Regions from separate parts of the Mus musculus genome. Here region 2 is linked to region 1. The links are chromatin contacts, called in public promoter capture Hi-C maps. All regions are on one chromosome and are shown on one strand. The core of a region is the stretch at or near the end of the contact, and the rest is flanking DNA. Distances in the headings are between cores, read along the strand shown.

The links. Promoter capture Hi-C pulls out the DNA fragments that hold promoters and counts their contacts.
Region 2: a promoter capture Hi-C map of liver shows a contact between it and region 1, with 4 times the contacts expected there. The contact joins two enhancer-like sites. A contact is called at or near these places in 1 of 39 promoter capture datasets (liver) and 1 of 9 other capture datasets (liver).

What each region holds. Positions count from the first base shown.
Region 1 is chr2:30,958,446-30,966,219 of GRCm38.p6, forward strand. It overlaps Tor1a (torsin family 1, member A (torsin A)), which reads right to left. Exons shown (of 5, transcript NM_144884.2): 3 at 5,249-5,424; 4 at 5,030-5,157; 5 at 2,116-2,752. The coding sequence ends at 2,502. It overlaps Tor1b (torsin family 1, member B), which reads left to right. Exons shown (of 5, transcript NM_133673.3): 5 at 1-570. Among named protein-coding and RNA genes, the nearest start is that of Tor1a, 5.6 kb to the right of the region's middle. Within about 2 kb of position 4,571, at least 12 of the 459 cell types and tissues checked have an H3K27ac peak or open chromatin away from gene starts, as enhancers often do. A contact at or near this core is called in liver, where this site is marked.
Region 2 is chr2:32,587,625-32,595,398 of GRCm38.p6, forward strand. St6galnac4 (ST6 (alpha-N-acetyl-neuraminyl-2,3-beta-galactosyl-1,3)-N-acetylgalactosaminide alpha-2,6-sialyltransferase 4) reads left to right here. Exons shown (of 6, transcript NM_001276425.1): 2 at 1-57; 3 at 1,821-2,006; 4 at 6,366-6,778. The coding sequence starts at 46. Gm52551 (a long non-coding RNA gene) reads right to left here. Exons shown (of 2, transcript XR_003954025.1): 2 at 5,323-5,556. Gm23369 (a small nuclear RNA gene) reads right to left here and starts at 5,949; the gene lies at 5,845-5,949. Within about 2 kb of position 2,722, at least 13 of the 459 cell types and tissues checked have an H3K27ac peak or open chromatin away from gene starts, as enhancers often do. A contact at or near this core is called in liver, where this site is marked.

The DNA.
Region 1 (7,774 bases), core at 3,321-5,820:
GTTGCTATGCAGCTGCAGACATGGAAACTCTGCCATGTTTTTATACAATGTGGTAGAATGGCTATTTTTATAACACGGAAATGCCTTAAAGAGAATCACAGCTTGTCACTTAGAAATGCCACGCTGAGCTGGGTGTGGTGGTGCTCACCTTTAGTCCCAGAACCTGTGAGGCCATGGCAGGACTGTCTCAAGTTTGAGGCAAGCCTAGGCTACACAAGGGAATGCCAGGCCAGTGGTGTGCATGCCTGCAATCCTAGCACTTCGGAAGAGGAGTTTAAAGTTAGTTGAGCTACGTACAGAGAGACCCTGTCTCAAAGCAGGAAGCAAACCAAAACGTGCCAAGGTGAGGGTGACTTTCAGGCCATAGTCTTGGACTGGAGCCGAGTTACTGTTTGTGACCTGTTGGGCTCCCGGTTTTCTGTTTACAGTGATGTAATACGTGGACACGTGTTGGCCACCTTTGGACTGCTGTTACTGATCTCCAACTTTGAAAGGCCTGGTGTGGCCTGCCCCAGCCTCCCTGTGAGAACAGAGATGGACGCAAGATAATAAAAGCATTGCGAGACGTAACTTTCCTGAGCTTTTCCTTGTCTGTGTGGTAGTGCACGGAGCTCAGAATCAAGGCTCTGGAGCGGCCCGCGGCCTTCCTCACCTGCATGTGCAGGTTGACCCCATCACGCAGAAATCAATGTTTGCTTTGAATGCTGTTACCCACACACATAGGACGAGGCAATATCTGGTGCTGGAGAGCTTCCTCGGGTAGGTAAGGGCTTTTTCTGTGCTGTGTTTACATACACAAGGGGCAGGCAATCACATCTCTACATATGCCAACTTGGGCACCTTTCTTATTTCTCCACCTTCCAAACAGGCTCTGGAGCTCAGAGCCAGCTAGACAGGCTGGGTAGCAAGATATAGGAGCTACCAGAGTCAGGCTTTCCTACCACATAACATCCCCCCAACTGTGAGCAATCCGCAACTGCTGGGTCTGGGTCAGAACTCGACGCAGGCTCTGTGCCCTACTCTTGGCCCTCACACTCAGTGCCTTGGAGTTTGTGGTATTCTGGATGCTGTGGTGTCATTTTTTCCTACTCAGAGATGCCTTTTATCACGGTCTGATACCTGGCCACTGCTGAGAGACCGAGTTGCTGGATCTTCCTGCCCAGAACTGACAAGAGAACCCGATTCTAGGTCTGTCTGTTGGCCAGATCTCGGCGTAACTGTGCTAACCTCGCTTCTTGGCAGTACCGATACATGGCTGCCACAGGACAGAGCAGTCTGGAAGGGTAAGCCTCCGTACTGACATGCTGCTGCTCCCTTCCTTAGTTGGTGTCTGGGAGCCTGACACAGTGCCCACCTGTCCCATGCGGCCACATCTACAAAGACAGGCCTCAGCAGGACAGGAAGCCATGCTCCTCAGTCAGGGCTCAGTGCTTGGGCTCCATCTTCAGATGGGTGGTAAGACCTGACATGTTTCCTGGGGACTTGGAACCATCACTGGGAATCCTGGGCCGCCTGAAAAGGGGCCTTGAACAGGCTGGTAGCAGAGGCAGAGTGTGGTCCTGCCGGCAGTTGACCTTGTTTTGACGTCAGGCCCTTTTCTCCCTGCTAAACCCAGCCCTGTCAAGGCCTTGAATGACAACCACACCTACAGGAGCCCTGCCCCTTAGCAGGCGCTTTGTGCTGCATAAAACAAGCCTCTCTAGAGCTCTGTCAAGCCTGGCATCTGGAGTGGAACTGACGACCACTCAGGGTCATTAAGACAAATGGGCTTTCTGTTGTTTTTGAGACAGGGTTTCTCTCTCTCTTTTTTTTTTTTTTTTTTTTTTTTTCCGAGACAGGGTTTCTCTGTGTAGCTCTGGCTGTCCTGGAACTCACTCTGTAGACCAGGCTGGTCTCAGAAATCCGCCTGTCTGCCTCCCAAGTGCTGGGATTAAAGGCGTGCGCCACCACTGCCGGGAAAACTCACTTGTCTTATTACTAAGGAGTCCAGAGAAGAGCACAGAGGCACATCTGTGATCCAGTCTCACCTAACCACTCTATGGCCCCTGGCAGGGCTGCTTCAGGCCCCTTGTTCCTGAGATAACCATTCCATCCATGCAGCAGATGTCCAGGCTTGGGTTTCTGAAGTAGAAATACTGGTAATGTCATCCAACAGTTTCAAAAGACACACAAAGCCACCGCTGAAAGCTTCTTATAGTATTAAAAACCATTTTAAATAAAACGTTATCACATTTGCAGTAAAACTTACTTGTTCTGCCTCAAAACAGAAACACCTGAAATTAAAACATAATTTTAAAAAAATCACAAGTCCAGAATGCTGGGAGCTGCTTTCATCTCTGGAGGCTCCAGGAGCTTCAGGTCCATGTTGCATCTGTGGTCCCTACAGCGCGGTCACCTGCAGGCTCTGAGGAGCAGAAACAGGATTCTCCCGCTAACCTCAGCAGGAAGTGTCCAAGCCTCTTCTGGGGAGGAGCGGACTGACACAGCCCTGGCAGCCGGCCTCAGTCATCCAGGTAGTAGTCCAGCTTGGTGAACACAGTCTTGCAGCCCTTGTCAGAGAAGACCTTCTCCTCCTTGGGGAAGAACGTCATCTCTTCCGCTACCTTGCTGATGATGTCCTCATCTACTTCATAGCCTCGGGACTGCATCTCCACTCTGATGCACATTTTCAGGTGCTTGTACTCCAGGGGCAGGAAGGGGACAAAATAATCTATGAGGTTCCGGTCAATGAGGCTGCTGTGCCAGAAGCCACCTGGGAAAGACAGAAAGGTGACACATAACAATGATCGGTCCAGACAGGATAATTACCAGGTGTTCACTGGGGGCCATGCTACCCATCTCCATACAGTGAGGAAGAGAGACAAGCTGAGAACTGCCCATGAGTACTGCCTTGGGATGCAGCAGGGACAGCAAGGGCAGGGTGACATAAGGGGACACCTTTGGGGCTCATTAGTTAAGAATGCCTTTAACAGTGCACACCTCTAATGCCAGCACTCCTGAGGCAGAGGCAGGTGGATCTGAGTTCAAGGCCAGCCTGGTCTACAGAGTGAGTTCCAGGACAGCCAGGGCTAAACAGAGAAACCATGTTACACGAAAACAAACCAACATGAACACTTGTTGCTCACTGCAGAGGACCTGAGTTGGGTCCCAGTACGCCTCAGGCTGCTCACAACCACGTGCAACTCTGGGTCCAGGGATGCAAAACCTTCTCTGGATACTGACATACACATACATAGGCATACAAAAATGAGAAACACACAAAAAAGCTTTAAAACAGACACTTTAGAGCTCTGGGCTTGGAAAGGCCTCTCCTGTGTGCCTTTGAGATGGGAGGCAGACTAGATGGCCACTTGCACCACACTGTGCTGGGCCCCAGGCAGTGGTGAGAAGCTGGTGGACAGATTGGAAGAAGTTCGAAAAAAAGAGGTAAGGGAGAGCCAGCCACAGACTCCACCAGCCAATCTCCAACTAGAGCTTCCATAGCTGGACCTGCAATTAAGGAATCCACAGCTGCTGCCTGCCAGTTCCTAAACCCTGCAGAGCATTCCGGAAGCAACACCTAGACTTCCCTGAGTAATAAGGCGTGCCAGCAAGGCTGTGCACCTCAAGGGTCGGGATTCTGACAACATTTTCCCTACAAAAGTCTAGTTCTGCATAGCTCAGCCGTCCAGTCCTGGAAACACTTGATTCAGTACCTGCAGGATGCCCTAAAGAGCCCGTGACATGTCTTGGTGTCCTGCCTAGCCTATTAGTCTTTGTGCTCTGGCTCCCAATGCAAGCTGTGCAGAGAGCCCAGGGTCTGTTTTCTCAGAACGGTGCTCTGCACTGATGTACTTGGGGGAGGACCTGTGGCCACAGCAAAGAGCAAACCGACTGTGGAGCAGTCACCAGTGCCTCTGCGCCAGAACCCTAAGGGTGTAGCTGGGGGCATCTGCCTGGCTGGGGAGGTGACCCCGAGCACAAGCGCTCAGCAGAACCAGTGACTTCAAATGGTCACACGGCTTAAAAATACCAGCTGGGCTGGTGGTAGGGCAATTAGCTGGCGTGTGCACGGCCCTGGGTTTGAGTGTGAACCACATAAAAGCAAAAGTGTGAACCACATAAAAGCAAAACCACCCATATACCGCCAACTGAGATATGTGTCCTCAGCAAATGTCTCCCTTCAAGGTGGCCCAATGTGTCCTCCTCCCAAGACTGCTCTCATTGTCCACCCCAGCACTACTGTCTACCAGCCATGACAGAGTTCTCAATTATCCCTTATCCCTGCTACAGCCCCGCAGGAGCTCCTCCTGCCTTCACCACACAAGCACACCACGCACGCCCACACACACACAGTGCTGCCCATCAATCTGTTCTTCCTGTTGTGTGCAGCCATCCTTTATAGCATCAAGAGAGAGCAAAAAGGTTTGTCTTTTCTCAATATTCCATCTGCACAGAGTAACAGAACGCACTGTGCTAGCTAGTCACCTAACTTCAATGCGGATTTCTTGGTGAGCATGTTTCCAGTGGGGCCTGTAGCCTTTTGTCACCTCAACGACCTGGTGAGATAACCAGTGAGTAACCTTCGACCTGGTGAGATAACCAGTGAGTAACCTTCGTGGCTGTCTGCCTTGTAGGGTTCAAGGTCAAAGGTCTGCATGACAGTAGCCAGAGAAGCAGTTGAGCTGAGAGTCAAAAGCTCTGAGTACTGGCTGCCTGGTGCTGTACAAGATCCTCCTGCCGCCTGTGTCCTCGGTAAGAAGCAGCCAGCCAGCATCTACCTACCCCACAAGGTAGGGCAAGTGTCTGTGACAGAGGGAAGACACTGCAAAGGGAGAGGCCTTCCCTGTTACTGCCTCCTGCAGCCATCTGCAGTGGCCTTCTGCTTCAATTGCCTGCTCTTCCTCCACAAGGAATGTAGCGCAAACCCTGTCTTAACCAACTCATCTATAAAGCCTCCTGCAGCTCATTAACAGTGGTCACTCGAGGATTCCGTCGGGTCCGGGGAGCAGTAGGGGTGCACGGTTAGGGGGTGGACTGCCATACTTACTGTTCTTGTTATTGAAGACCGACACGGCCAGGGCGGGCTCCATGTCTCTGAGCTTGATTTCTTCCCTCTGCTTCCCACTTTTCCAGAAATCCAGAGCCACGTCTGTGATCCTCTCTGCCCCTGCATTGCTGCCGAAACAATTGCAGTGAGGAGGGACTGCACCTCTTCCCAAAGCCCCCAGCTCGAGGGTGTCCCACCATGTCCCAGCCACAGCCTCACCTGAGGAAGATGAAGATGGCTTTCTGATAGGAGACCTCATCTACCACATCGTAATAGTCTAGGAAAGGCTTGATGGCGTCGATGAGGCCGGCATGCATCTTGTCCATCTCATCAAAGATGAAGATGGAGCGAGCACAGGCGCTCACGTTGCCTCTGATCCACATCTGTAACTGGTCCTGAAGGACAAGGGGGCCCTTCAGTGTAACTGCGGGCTTCGACACCCACACCCAAGTTCTCCGAAATAATGACTCTGAGACTCAAGTATAAATGAAGAAATACTGGAGCCCAGAGTGTTGGCTCTGTTCCCCAACTAGCTCTTATCTCAATAATCCTGATTATTCTATTCTGTGAGTGTCACCCGGCAAGTTCTCTTTCCTTCAGTTTCATGTGTCTCTCCATCTGCAGTCTGGGGCCAATTTCCCATGCTTCCAACTCTATATCTCTGCCGATGTCCTACCTTCTAGTTCTGCCTCAGCTCATTGGCTAGTCAGCGTTTTTATTGACAGGTGAATGCTTCCACGCATTGCACAAATGATTCCTTCTACAATTAAGAGCTCAGGGGGGTAGGGAGGGGAGGCAGGGAAGTCGTCGACACAATGCTATCAGCTTTGGGTTTCTTTGTTTTTTGTGTGCATTTACCCAGAGCCTCACTAGTGCTAAACAAGCCCAGGCCCTCAGGACAATGGCTGTGTTTCTGGAGCACTGTGCTATGAGCATCACACCCATACACCTTTGGCCTCACAAGCACTTCCTGTGTGGATAGCATCATACCCATGCCACAGACGAGGACCCTGAGCTACAGAGCGCTTGCCTAAGAAAACGTAGTTAGGCTGAGGCAGGCTGGGATCTCAGCCCAACCCTGTCCTATGCCAACGCTCCAGGTTTGTGACCTTGTGTCAGCCAGGCACCAGCTCTGTCCTCACAATGTCACATCTATCCTGTGATGACAGCCTCTGGATGAGAGGCAGGAACCCACCATCACCTCAGCCCTTCCTCTGCAGTCCAGCCTGCAAAGCACTGACTCAATCAGAGGCTCCCTTAGGGAGTCTGAACTTGCTCGCTCGGCATCCTGGGAGGGGGTGACGAGGCTCTCCCGACCAGCAACACACTCTACGAATGCATTTGGAGATGGACACGGTGACATTCATTTGTGATCCTGCTGAGACAGAGCAAGAGCTCCAGGCCAGGGCTGGGAAGAAAGCTTAGTGGGGTAAAGTGCCTGTCTTACAAGCGCCCCTGAGAGGAAGCCAGGGAGAGCCCTAAGAGTACTGAGGAAGCAAAGACAGAAGCCATGGGACTTGCCTGGTAGGCAGGCCCAGGTCTCAATGACAGACCCTGTCTCAAAAAAATGTAGACAGATCCTGAGGCACATCACTAGAGACAGACATGTGTACACACATGATGACAAGCACACACAAACACAAAATTAAAAACAAACCAAACTAAAATGATGATGATGATAATAAACACAGTTCAGGCTGCAACAATGAGCTCATGGGCAGCGGGCTCAAGAATAAAGCAGACAAACGAGCCCACCTTATTTGTATTTGGTTGTTCGGTGGGGCAGATGCTAAAGAATGAAGTCAGAGCCTCAGTCACCCTAAGCCAGCCCCAGACAAACCCCAGCCAGGTTCGTATACACTGAGCCATCAAGGGGAGACACACAGACCTCTTAAAGCATCTTCCTGGGAAAACTGAGCCCAAATCCTACCTAGGGTGTAGGTATTTCCAGCCACCCTCCTCTTGAAGTGAGCTGGGGAAGGCAGCCATGTATCTTTCTAAAGAACACACGAACAGCTACACTGTACATCTATCTGCTTAGGGTGTTTCCACTGCTCTGTGACCACAATACAGTTCTCCTTTGTATCTAATGTAAGCAGCAACTCTGCAGGTATGGACCAGCTTCCCCTCCCAGCAGCGGTTCTCAACCTGTGTGTCGAGACCCCCGGGGCGCACTTATCAAATACCTGCAGATCAGATATTTGTGTTAAGATTCATAACAGTTACAAAATTACAGTTCTGAAGTAATACCGAAATCATTTTATGAGGAACTGAATTAAAGAGTCACAGCATTAGGAAGGTTGAGAAACTGCCTTAGAGGAACCTACAGTGACCTGAATCATGTGGCAACTCATGGTTCCATACAACTCACTCAGTCGTTAGAACTCCACAGAGAAGGTCTGCCCAGTCTCCTGCCCCAGACTGTGAGCAAGCGCCCACTGCTGCGAGACACCGTTCCAAGCTCTGTTAACTCAACATTTTTTGTTTTGTTTGTTTTGTTTTTCAAGACAGGGTTTCTCTGTGTAGCCCTGGCTGTCCTAGAACTCATGCTGTAGGCCAGGCTGGCCTCGAACTCAGAAATCTGCCTGCCTCTGCCTCCCAAGTGCTGGGATTAAAGGCGTGCGCCACCATGCCTGGCTATGACAACATTTTTGAATCTTCTCCCCAAAGCCATTGAGGAAATGATACTGAGCCCCTATTTTCTCCTCTTCCTCCACCTGACATCCTCTCCATTTCTGTTTTCAA
Region 2 (7,774 bases), core at 1,472-3,971, 1.6 Mb after region 1:
AGCACTGGAGACAGCAGCCTCCAGACTGCTAAGAGCAGAGACAGCATGAAGGCCCCGGTAAGTGACAGGGAAGAGAAAAAGTTGCCTGGGGATTTGGGGGTGACCTGGGTAGAGCTTTACAGCCGCCTCCCACACCCGGAGTTACAGTGATCCCCTAACCCCTTTTGGTGTCGGGGGATGAAACTCAGAGCCAGGCACATGCTAAGCACATGCTCTAGCATGGAGTCCCTCCCACAGCCCTTAGTAGTTGCTTCTGCGCCAGCCCCCTGCTCCTGGGGCTGTGTGACCCCAGGCCGGTGTCTTCCCCTTTTGGTTTCAGTTTGTTTTTCTCACCTAGAAATGGAAGTAACCCGGTGTCACTTAGTTGGGAGGGAGGTGTGAGACTGAGTGTGACGCTCTGGTCTTTCTGTCTTTACCAGTGAGCCCCCTGAGTGCTGGAGTGGGGAGGTTAATTACCACTGCCCAAGTCAAGGTCTCTGGTCCCTTGTGGGCAGCAGACCAGTTGTTGTGTAGAGCCGGAGGCCTTAGGAGCTGTGAACCCGGTCTCCTGGACAGCTGGCCACACAGAGAAGACTTATTTTTAGAAACTGATGTGGCTTATGGACAGACAAGGAAGGGTGGGCCCCTGGCAGGATGTGCTGGGGGCTGTTCTACACCTCTGCCTTTCTGGGTACACTGGCTAGCTCCTAGTGTTTCTTCTGGAATGACTTTGGGCCTAGAAAACTGGAGTTCTGAGAGTCACAGGTACTGAGATGGATGGCCCAGCACACAGTGGTAGACACCTTGCTGGGTGCTTTCAGTGGGTGTGCAGGAGGTCACCCCCAGGTGACCGACCCAGAGGGCTTCTTCAAGTGGCTTTCGGTGTATTTCTTCTAGAAGTGGGAGAGGCTGAGCGGAAGCATCCCAACTGTTGGAAGCATTTTCTGTTTATTTGTTTCAGTTTTTGAAACAGGGTCTTGGTCTGTAGTCCAGGCTAGCCTGGAACTCACTGTGTAGCCCAGGTTGGCCTCACACTTGTAACAGTACTGCCTCGGGCAAGGAATGAGCTACCATGTTTATTATTAGATTAGACATTTAGATTATTAGATTATTATTAGATTAGATGGAGATAGCTATCTAATCTATTTTATCTACCTATCTAAATAGTGGGTGGTTGTGTGGCGCCCTGCCTGGGCTCTTGGAACCTGGCTCCTTTGCAAGCACAGAAAGCGTGCCACTACCACCAAGCCAGTCCTTGAAAGTGTTTTTAAAAAAGATTTATTTATTTATTTATTTTATGTATGTGAGTACACTGTCACTCTCTTCAGACATACCAGAAGAGGGCATCGGATCCCATTACAGATGGTTGTGAGCCACAATTTGATTGGTGGCTGGGAATTGAACTCAGGACCTCTGGAAGAGCAGTCAGTGCCTTAACCACTGAGCCATCCATCTCTCCAGCCTCTGAACGCATTTCTTAAGTGATGCTTTCCTCAAAGTCCCCCTCCACCTCCTGGACTGCCCAGCCAGCCCAGGGGACACACTGGGTCAGCTGGGGATAGGGTAGTGGAGGTAGCAGTGGCCTGGGGTGACTGCATAGTGTATCTGGGTTCTAGATAAGAGTTTGGGTTCTGCCATTTGAAATTTGCACCCTTGCTGTGTGGCTCTGAGCAGCTTCACCCCAACTGAGTGTCCTGACCTGGAAAGAGGGGAATTGGGGGACTTGTCTCTAGATTCATCCCTGAAGTAGGTCTCACCAATGGAGCTGCAGAGGTTCTCCATGGGGAGGCTGGGTGTTATTTGCAGGTACCCCGCAGGCACGTGACCTCTGTCTCCCTCAGGGCCGCCTTCTGCTCCTCACACTGTGCATCTTGACATTCTCTGCTGTCTGTGTCTTCCTGTGCTGCTGGGCCTGCCTGCCGCTCTGCCTGGCAACCTGCCTGGACCGCCACCTCCCTGCGGCCCCCAGATCCACTGTGCCAGGGCCCCTGCACTTCAGTGGCTACAGCAGCGTGCCAGACGGGAAGGTGAGTCAGCCAGGCAATGCTACGGGAGCCAGCGGGTCCCCAGCTCTAGGAAACAGTGAGAGCTGGGCTGGTGGCAAGCCAGCCTGGACTCTGAGCTTAGCTTCCCTGCTCACCAGCTGTGTGACATCTGCCAGTCACTTGTCCTCTCCGAGTACTCAAGGTCTAGGAGGAAATAGGATTTTCACTAAGCAGATACTGCCTGGGTACCCCCAACTACATGCTGGGAATGAAAAACGGGGTGGGGGGCTGCCCACTGGGGATAACCTGGGAAGACAAGAAGTCTTCAGACTTCTGTGTCTCCATACCATATACTCACACAAACATGGCTTAGCTCCTGCAGTAAGTGTCATTGTGTGGCAGCTGAGCATAAAGAGCCAGCCTAGGTCCAGGTTATGTATGGTCCCAGGAGTCATGAAACTGGGACACCAGGGTCCGAGACAGCCATGACTCCCGTCCATACTGTCTGTCCACCTCTCCATATTTGCTCCACCTGGTGTGGCAGAGGGACATTCACAACCTAGACCTTGATAGCAGAGGTCCTGTGAGTCACAGAGCTCCCTAAAGCCACCCTGAGGTTAGTGGCACTACAGTTCCAGTTCTTAGTTTGGTGGCCCTAGGGTCATGCTCAGGAGCCCTGGCTTGCTGGAGACCTGTCACGTCCCCATCCCTGCCTCTGTTGGGCTGTGCCAAGGATTCAAAGGGTGACTGGCAGACAGCACACAGTGCCCAGTGCCCAGCTGCGGTGTGAGGATTTAATGGAGAAATGAAACCCCTGAGCTGGCCTGGCCTGGGGCTTCATTTCAGCTCAGTCAGCATTAGCGAGGTCAAGGGCTAAGTTTATTCTCCAGCGCCAACACCAAACGGAAACGAGGGCACCAGAACTCCCGCAAGTGTGAGCTCTCCACTCTCCAAGAACGGCCCAGTGGGACAGCGCCAGCCAGGGTGTCCTGGGTGAACACTGTCCAGTCTGCCACAGTACGGCCAGAGTTCTTCAGACACTTGGGCCCTTCTGGAACGTTTTCTTTCTTTTGTGTGTGGATTGGATGTGTGGACGGTCAGCCTTGGGCTTTGTTTCTCAGGCATTTGATTGATTGATGACTGATTGATTGATTGAGACTGGTTCTCTCACTGCTTGGAATTAAGTGGCTAGACTGGCGAGTGCCCCTTGGGGATCTACCTGTCTCTGCCTCCTCAGTGCTGGGCTCACAGGCTCATGCCACAGTGCCCAGCGCATTCACCTACCCTCCTCCCTCCCTCCCTCCCTCTCTCCCTCCTCAGGGTCTGAGATTTCTTTCTTTAAAGGTTTATTTATTTATTTTATGTTTATGACTACACTGTAGCTGCACTGATAGTTGTGAGCCATCCATCATGTGGTTGCTGGGAATTTGAATTCAGGACCTCTGCTCGCTCCGACTTAATGGTTTATTTTATTATTATATCTAAGTGCACTGTAGCTGTCTTCAGACATACCAGAAGTGGGCGTCAGATTCCATTACAGATGGTTGTGAGCCACCATGTGGTTGCTGGGATTTGAACTCATGACCTCTGGAAGAGCAGTCAGTGCTCTTAACTGCTGAGCCATCTCTCCAGCCCCATTTGTTTTTCTTAAGTGGGAAATCCAGGTTTTGAATGTCAACACTTAGACCTTTTCCTCTTTTGCAATAAAGGGAAACAGTTGGCCTTTTGAGGGCCAGTCTGACGACAAGCCTTGATGGGGCTGATTGTCACTAGAGACAGGACAGCCCGCCATTGCCAGGACAGGGCCAGACTGAGGGCACAAGAAGGACATATTTCCAGCTTTTTCGGGAGAGGGTCTCACGTGGCCCTGGCTGGCCTGGACTCTGCCGTGTGGCAGATGGCTTTGAACTTATCCTGCCAAATGCCCAGGTCCCGGGATTACAGGCTTGCCCCACTATTTTTTTTTTTAATACTGTAGTACAGAAAATGGATTTATGAGTTCTTAAATCAACATCTTATTAAAAAAAAAAAAGCTGAGGGGGATTTCACAGTGTCTTTTATTGAGTGGAACTAATCTTTTACATGGCTCTATAAACTTGAGTTCCTCCAGGTGAGAGCCCAGCACTTTTGTGGGAGCCGTGGCAATTTTCTCTGAGTGTGTGCATTCAGGCTGCCTAGTGTCTACCTCTTGGGTGGTATAACAAATACGAGATGGGGCCCTTAATGGGCCTGAGGTCTGGGTAGCAGCTCACATCTGCGGTTCCAGCACCTAAGTCCCAGGACAGTCTCTGTACACAAGACCTTGTCTCAAAAGAAGCAGGGCGGGATCTGGGAAACAGAGCATTTGTGCCCTGTGTGCAAGCTTAACCCACAAAAAACTAGGTTGGCCTGGTAACTTGCTGTAATCTCTTTGGGGAGACAGAGATGGAATCCTTGGAGTAAATTAGCTAGCCAGACTAGCCAAGCAGGGTTCTTGGTGTATGGTGACAGACCCTGGCTCAAGATACATGGTGGCAAGTGCTCGAGGAAGACACTATGTATCAACCTTGGGCTTCTACCTGGATGTGTATCCACACAGCATGTATGTGTGCAAATTGACAGATTATAACAGAATTCACCAGTTAAAAGGAACAGTTCAGGGTCTCTATAACAGAATTCACCAGTTAAAAGGAACAGTTCAGGGTCTCACTAGATAGCCCTCGCTGGCCTGGAACTTGCTTTGTAGCCTTGGCTGTCCTGGAACTCACCAGGATCTCAGAGCCTCTGCCTCCTGAGTGCTGAAACTAAAGGTTTATACCTCTACGTCCAGCCAGTGAGTGTCGACAGAAGTAGGAGAGTATGGATAGCCTTCACCAAGGCGACACAGAACTCTTTCTGACCCTCCCAGAAGTCCTCTCCAGCCCCTTTGTGACCCTCATGGCTTTTAGAAGTGCTAGGAGGGCTTGGAGCTTAGGGAGGGAATTGTTCTGTTCCACTGTGTTCCAGCCTCCTGACTTGGGCAGCCCGTGCCCAAGACCATCCTGTGCCCCCCACCCCTGGCTCCTTATTTCCTTGTACCTTTTCTATTGGGCTCTCACGAGAGGGTTAAAGCAGGTGTTTTCACACCCATTTCCCAGATGAGGGGTGGCACCCCCTTACCTTGGGCCAAGGGATGGAGCTGGGATTCACATTGAGAATCAGACTAGCAAAACTGGCCTGGGCTGGCCATGGAAGACCCCTCTAACTGAAGACCCTTCCGTTAACAACTCAGTGCAGTATGGGTTGGGCACGGGCAGGGCAGGAAGGGACCTGGGTGCTTCGGAAGAGCTTGTAGTTCCTGTGTACTTAGCAAACACATGAACATGCCGTCAGTGCCAGAGACCGTTCTAAAGGCTTTATAAATATTTGATCCTGTAACTTTAATAAGGTCCCAGTAAGGTAGGGACATTTTAGGGCTTAGAGAGAGCAAGTGCTGGATGTGGCTGATAAGGAAGCTTGGGAAGGTCGTTTTCCTGTGTCGGGCTTGCCAGGTGGGCAGACATGGCTGTTGCCACCTGTGGTCCCAGCATTTGGGAAATTGAAGCAGAAGAAACGCCACAAGTCCAATGCATGCCTGAACAAGAGAGTGAGACTTTATATTACAAGTGAAAACAGGGACCAGCCAAGTGACCTGACTGGTGAAGGCACATGTCACAGAATCTGATGACCCGAGTGCTCCCCGTGGAACACACGTGGTGGAGGGGACTGACTCAAGCAAGCTGTCTTTGGGCCTTCACGTGGGTTCTGTGGCATGTGCCTCACTCTAAAGACAAAAACAAAAACAACCTGGGTCTAGGGAGGAGGTTCAGTTGGTTAGACTGATCCATGGAACATGAGGACCTGTATCCAGTCTTTTTTTTTTTTAAATATGGAACGCTTCACGAATTTGCATGTCATCCTTGCACAGGGGCCATGCTAATCTTCTCTGTATCATTCCAATTTTAGTATATGTTCTGCAGAAGCGAACACCCTGTGTCCAGTCTTAAGCATCCATATAAGAGCCAAGTACCCAGCATGCACCTGACATAATCCAAAGTGAGGCTGGGTCTGCCTCGCCAGCCATTTTGGCAGATTTAGCAAAATCCTGGTTCAGTGGGAGACTCTGTCTCAAGACAATAGTGATTGAGGAAGGCATCTAAAGTCAACCTCTGGCACGTGACCACGCCCCATGGATGCCTGTGTACACACACATGCACATACACAAATTTAAAAAACTATAACAAAACAAAAAAACCACAGTAGAGCTTAGTCCTTGGGACTGATCCAGCTATCAGACAGATTAGTGGACATGATGGAGGTGGGAGTGGGGAGGCAAGGGGGAGGACAGGTGGATACCAGCCTGAGTGGGGGGTTTCTGATCTCTCTCTCCTTCCTTCTCTGTAGCCTCTTATCCGAGAACTGTGCCACAGCTGTGCGGTGGTGTCCAGCTCTGGCCAGATGCTGGGTTCAGGCCTGGGTGCCCAGATCGATGGCGCAGAGTGCGTGCTACGCATGAACCAGGCACCCACCGTGGGCTTTGAGGAGGACGTGGGCCAGCGCAGCACTCTGCGCGTGATCTCTCACACAAGTGTGCCATTGCTTCTGCGCAACTACTCACACTATTTCCAGCATGCCCGAGACACGCTCTACGTGGTGTGGGGCCAGGGCAGGCACATGGACAGGGTGCTGGGCGGCCGCACCTACCGAACGTTGCTGCAGCTCACCAGAATGTATCCAGGCCTGCAAGTGTACACCTTCACTGAACGCATGATGGCCTACTGTGACCAGATCTTCCAAGATGAGACAGGCAAGAACCGGTGAGCTGGAGACCCCTGGCCCCTGGAGTTTGCATTCTCTAAAAGCCTCTTTCTGCTAGGAAGTGCTTTAAGGTCTGAGGTGGTCTCTGAGGTCATTCCAGATAACTGAAGTAAGAGTGACTTCAGGCTGGGGATGTGGTTGTGTTGGCAGAATGGTTGCCTAGTGTGCATGAGGCCCTGGGTTCCATCCCCAGCACTGAATGAACTGGCCTTGCATGCCTCTGTAGTCCCAGCACTCTGGAGGTAGAGGCAGGATGGTTAGGAGTTCAAGGTTAGGGAGTTCAATTCACTTAAGCTTAGGCGGCGTGAGCCTGTCTCAGAAATGAGAAGGAAAACAAAACAAACCAAACAACTGTTTTTGAGTCCTAAGGCTTTGAGCTGAGCACTCTGCATCAGACATCTCTAATCCCTCAGCACTTCCCGAGGCACCTCACTACATACCTGTGCCCTGGCCCTCGTCCTCAGACTTGTCCCCAGCTGCAGTCCCTTGCACATGCTCTGTTCCTTCTGCCTAGAACATTCTTCCAAAAGTTCCCATGATTGGCCCCTTCCAGCCGCTCCGGTCTGGATAAACTCTCCACTTCCTCAGGGAAGCCCCTCCGAGACCATCCCTCTGCAGCAGAAGCAGCCCGCCTTGGCGACCTGCATCTCGCCTTTCCCTTTTCAGCTGCTGACACCATCTGACATTACAGTTTATGTTTCCTCCCTGAAACTGTTAGCTCCAGGTGGGGCAGGTGCTGGCTGTGCACAGCTTGAATAGTTGAGCTGGCCTGTACTCTCAGGAGAGGCAGAGGAGGAGGTGGCCTTCTACTTGGAGGGTACCCAGAGCTGCCACCTCAAGAGAGCTGAGGCCTGGGGCTGTTACAGCACCTTTACGCAGGTGGGCTGGGTGCAGGGTGGAATGGGCAAAGCTGACAGGGTTCCCTCTCCAAAAACACCTTCAAATCTCCATGTTTCACAGCCGGGTCTCTGAGACTGAGACTCTCAAGAGTGAGT